Regions from separate parts of the Danio rerio genome. Here region 1 is linked to region 2. A link is a contact called in public Micro-C data. All regions are on one chromosome and are shown on one strand. Each heading gives the region's core, a stretch centred on a gene start, on an enhancer-like site or on the middle of the called end of the contact. The rest is flanking DNA. Distances are from core to core; before and after follow the strand shown. Region 1 holds the start of eva1c (eva-1 homolog C (C. elegans)). Region 2 holds the start of ska2 (spindle and kinetochore associated complex subunit 2).

Region 1 (2,700 bases), core at 114-2,613, 220 kb before region 2:
GACATTAGAATGTGTGGGGGATTGTTGATTTTTTTGCATGTCCAGTCCAATTTTACTTTTTCTTTAATAGCAAACAATGACTATGACATTTTCATTATGAACTAAATTCCAAACAGTGCAAAAAAACATATTTTTGCCAGAAAAATTTGTACCAACTTCTTTAAATATGCTGTAATACTTTCCTACAAATTTTATGAATTAAGGTAGGATATAAATACATGCAGCCACAAAAAAAGAGTATTATTCAATTGTCATTTTAAAACTTCATATTAATTTGTCAGAAAATAAAAACCAAAATAACATAAATCACTTGCTCTTTTGTGTATATATAACAAACACAAAGATGTGTGTGTGAGACAGTAAATTATGAAAAATTCATCCTCACCATCCAAGCTCCTTTCGGGTCCCAGAAACAAATGGCTCTTTGCCTACAACAATGTTGTCAGTAATCCCTAAAAATCCACATGTAAAAGTCAAGATATAAGCTTTAAGACATATTACTGCTAAACTCTGTGTGTTACAGTGTCATGAATTAATATACATCTAAATGTAAAACAACTTCAGAATTGAAACAAGTGTATACAAATATTACTGTTTTTATTATTTCCATCAGACTACAGATAACATTTTGAAATTATTTAACAAAACAAAACTAGTATGTTTGATCAAAACATGGTTATAACTAGTATTTTACATAAATAACACAATTGAATGGAAGAATAGTTACGTTTGAGCATGATTTGGTTGTTCTCATCATCGCTCCCAGCCCAGGACAGACTGTCTCCGATTGGCAGCTTGCATTTGCCGCACATAAACACCGCTGGACCGTCGCTTTCTCCATCTTCCTCCACTCTACTCCTGCTGTCAGCGGAACTCTCGCAAACAGAGTATGTTTTATGGCTACATTCATCGGGGATTTTAATTTTGCCAGCCATCTGAAACCCCAGTGTTTTCAAACGTACGCGGGAGCAGTTCTTCTGTGAACTCGCAGCTAAGTTGACCACCACGCAGCGCCATCTGCTGCACCGGAGAAACACTTTCACTTCATTCTAAACGTCTTAATCTAACCGAACTCACAAACACATATGTAATACAATACTTTCAAAACAAGACAAGCAAACATATGGCTATATTATTGACTTATTACATATTTTAAATTAAATGTTGTTGACTTTATAAAGTTTTGCTTCAGAAAGCAAATGGTTTGTTGACTATTCAATTGATTAATTATTAAATCAATAAATGATTATTTAATAAATATAAAAAATACACACTTTGATCAGATTGGTTATAAAATCCAAACCCGTGCCTCTCAACTCCTACCCACTGCCTATTTGAGGCATTTACCGCCACGCCCCGTCCAAAATTTTTATTCATCCTACTCAAAAATCACTTTCTGGGTGTCAAAACACGTCCTGGTACCATAAGAAGTCTCACCGGTGACCACAAAGCCATCAACAACCGAATAACAATGCAAAGTCGCCGGTTTCAGGTACCACTGACTTGTTGCGCACTTGCTATTTCCCCATTTCAGGCTTCAACACAATGACTGCGTCGCTTACAAATGTTTTCTTTCCGCCTTAAATCTTCTGACTGTATTTTAATTATAGGAGAAAGGCTACCGAGGAGTTCGCTTTGGCTCTTGAGGACTGGGATGTCCGAGTCGCGGTATGAAGACATACTTTAGCCGGGTGAGAGTAACCGCAGGTGGGAGAGGAACACGGGAGTTTGTGACAGCGAGCGTTTCTCCAGCACGCGCTTGAATGCACGCGGATTTGATGCAGAAATAATTGCAGACTGTTACTATGATCTCAGCGCAGCACCTGAGAAGCTGCCGTGCACCTGGGCTCTGTCTTCAAATACTTTACAGTGTACTCATACTGTGGACCAAAGAAATGGACGGACTCTCGGATTTCTCAAGTAAGTCAAGTACCTATTCATGAAGGTTTCATAAATGTACAAGATTAGTTTTACATATACAGAGAACGCATATTATATTAGTGTCTAATTTTTTCCAAACAACCTGTCAAAATTAAATGTCACTGTCATTTATGTAGCCTGTATTCATCCAAAATTAAATTACTTCTCTGATCTGTTATAAAAAGTAATATTATATTGTATTAGGTTTTTTTTTCTTTAAATAGCCTAATTAAATGCTTCATCCTGACAATTGCAGAAACCCAAGTAATTTTTGACATTTAATTCGTATTTTAGGGCTGCACTCCAACCCATATTTTAATGTCTATGTCAAGTCAAAATCTCATCAAATCATTCTTCTTTTAAATATTCCTGACAGACATACATAGACAGACAGACACAGAAAGACTAACATATTGATAGACAGACGTACAGACAGATACACAGATACAGACAGACAGACAGAAACAGAAACAGACATACAGGCAGATAGATAGATAGATAGATAGATAGATAGATAGATAGATAGATAGATAGATAGATAGATAGATAGATAGATAGATAGATAGATAGATAGATATTGATAGACAGACAGACAGACAGACAGACAGACAGACAGACAGACGGACGGACGGATGGATAGATATATAAACAGACAGACAGACAAATATTGATAGATAGATAGATAGATAGATAGATAGATAGATAGATAGATAGATAGATAGATAGATAGATAGATAGATAGATAGATAGATAGACAGATAGACGGACGGATGGATAGAC
Region 2 (2,700 bases), core at 187-2,686:
GAACCGCCAACTTATCCAGCAAATGTTTTCCACAGTGGATGCCCTTCCAGCAGCAACCCGTCACTGGGAAACAGCCATACACACTCATTCACACACAAACATACAGACAATTTAAGCTTACCCAATTCACCTATAGCGCATGTCTTTGGACTTGTGTGGGAAACCAGAGCACCCGAAGGAAACCCACGCGAACACGGGGAGAATATGCAAACTCCACACTGAAACGCCAACTGACCCAGCTGAGGCTCAAACCAGCAAACTTCTTGCTGTGAGGAGATGGCACTACCTACTGCACCACCGCGTCGCCCTACTTGTCAAAATCAAAAATGAAAAAGACAAAATGTCCATAAAGAAACACAAGTGATAAAACAGGTAGGGAAGCGGGCGCAAAGTAATGCAGGGTAAAATGTAACAATGAGTTTTAAGGTATTTGCTCAGGGTTAACCATGGCATGCTTCCGCGGTTTTCAACACAGTGTCAGCAGACATCTTCCTGCCAGTTATTGAAAAAGTTGGGGGAAATTTGGCAGAGAAATACAGGAGAAACCATTTTTGCAGAATTATTAGCCCCCCTTTGATTTTTATTTCTTTTTTTTTATATTTACCAAATGATGCTTAACAGAGCACTGAAATTTTTATAGTATGTCTGATAATATTTTTTCTTCAGGAGAAAGCCTTATTTGTTTTATTTCGGCTAGAAGAAAAGCAGTTTTACATTTTTAAAAAAACACTTTAAGGACAAAATTATATATATTTTAATATATTTTTTTCAATAGTCTACAGAACAAACCGTCATTATAAAATTACTTTTTTTAATTGTGAAAGTATAAACATAACATCTTATTTTGCTGTGATTACCGTCTTCTAGGTTAAAAGACGAAACCATTTAAATAGATGTAAAAAAAAAAACAGAGTGACTGCTAGCCAGTTTTGGGGAAAACACAACACTGCAGGGTTAGTCGTAACTGACAAAGCGTTACAAATAAGCCACACACTGCTGGACACTAATTAAACTAACAAAATCTGTTTGAGTGTAATGTTGGGAACTCTTTGTATATAAAATATTTTTTGTAATAGAAAAAAAAAAAAGTAAAATTCTCTTTATGATCAGGGGTCCCAAGAGCGGAATGAACTGCCAACTTATCCAGCATATGTTTTATGCAGCGGATGCTCTTCCAGCTGCAATCCATCACTGGGAAACACCCATACACTATCATTCACACAGATGCACGACGGACAATTTAGCTCACCCAACATATATTTCCCACTACACATATTCAAAGAGTAACGTATGCGGTACAGTCTCACTCTGAACAAGTGCGTTAGAATTCCATCCCGCCCCTTTTCCTCTTTCTCCTTCCAAACGGACCAATCACCATCCCCACTCTGTGACAGCTGACCAATCAGAGACGGTCTTGCGTTCTGCTGCGAGCTTTATATTTCCGGGGCTGCTTCAGGAATGTAAACTATTCAACATGGAGACAGTTGATAAGCTGGAGGCGATGGTAAGCTGTTTTTTTCTCAGCTAAACCTTTACATCAAATGTTTTTGCGTATATTGCGGTCGTATGCGTCTAGTTGGTAATAACACCTGCGTTTTTATGTTAGAAAACGTGATGTAGAGTAAAACACGAAGAGCTGCATGTTATGTATTTGCCTCTGACTTTCCCTCAGGTTGGAGGGGAGAAAATTACGAAAAACATGTCGCTTGATGGCTAGCTAGTGCCACTGCTAATGCAGTACTCAGTCGTTTTTAATTCAAAGATCAGTCTACGTACTATTAAATAACTATGAGGTGCATATTTTATAACGAAACCACGATATCCAGGGCAAAAATATTGGTTTAGCTGGATAGCTGGTGTGTGAATCGGCGGTGAGGGGACTGCGGGTGCGGGAGGGCCTGTGCGCGTGTCCGCGAGACTGCGCGCTGCAGCACCAACTTTATTTCTTACTGTACAGTACGAGATATTGATATATCTGTAAATTGTGAGGGCTTTATGTACACGAGGAACGAGCTTATCGCTCTAGAACTGTTGTTAGGAACAGATAATTTTAAGTTACACAAAATATGTCTAGTCTATTGGTTTTGAAAGACGTATTGCAAATTGTAATGTCTTGCTAATAGTAAGATTGCATGCATGTACATATGTCGTTAATGCCACCTTCGTCTTTTAGTGATTTAAGTAATACATTAAACATGCATTAATGTATATATTTTTTCATGAGTTCAAATCTCATTAGATTTTTAGGTGGCAATAGGGGGCGTAGTATTTCCAACATTAGTAACTTTTTATCCTCCTTTTTTCCCTGTGATTTCCTACACCATTGGGTTAAAAACAAATCTACAATTTAGAGTTTTTTTTGTTTTTATTTTTAACTTTAACACAACAAAACAGTACAGGATATGGCTGTAAAGGGATATTAATCCAATATTAATGTCACAAAAACAAAACAAAAAAGCCATTTTTCATTTTGTATTAAAATTCCTGAAACCGTTTACTCTGAAAGAGAGCCCAAAAAAAAAAGTGATGTTAATCCAAAACCAAATTCACATAAAAGTGATTTAAAACTGATTGTCAGACTCTAAATCAGAATCTCTCTCAACTATCTTATAAAGAATCCTCTCTGCTTCAGTTCTGCCCCCTACAACATGCAGTCATTAATTACATTAAGATGGTCCTGGTGTCCACTATAGTGGACAT

Evidence for each region. Hi-C and Micro-C count contacts between places; a contact is called where the count stands out from the background.
Region 1: a contact with region 2 is called in a Micro-C map of caudal fin, with 2.8 times the contacts expected there. The contact joins the promoter of eva1c here to the promoter of ska2 in region 2. A contact is called at or near these places in 2 of 18 Hi-C or Micro-C datasets (caudal fin and hematopoietic stem cells) and 1 of 4 datasets of contacts at active chromatin or transcription factors (embryo).

The regions. Positions count from the first base shown.
Region 1 is chr10:38,595,552-38,598,251 of GRCz12tu, reverse strand. It overlaps eva1c (eva-1 homolog C (C. elegans)), which reads left to right and starts at 1,363. Exons shown (of 9, transcript XM_073915018.1): 1 at 1,363-1,492; 2 at 1,611-1,920. It overlaps mis18a (MIS18 kinetochore protein A), which reads right to left and starts at 981. Exons shown (of 5, transcript XM_021479407.3): 1 at 728-981; 2 at 386-452. The coding sequence starts at 935. It also overlaps a transcript of cfap298 not described here.
Region 2 is chr10:38,375,322-38,378,021 of GRCz12tu, reverse strand. It overlaps ska2 (spindle and kinetochore associated complex subunit 2), which reads left to right and starts at 1,436. Exons shown (of 7, transcript NM_001199675.1): 1 at 1,436-1,504. The coding sequence starts at 1,475. It also overlaps a transcript of mdh2 not described here.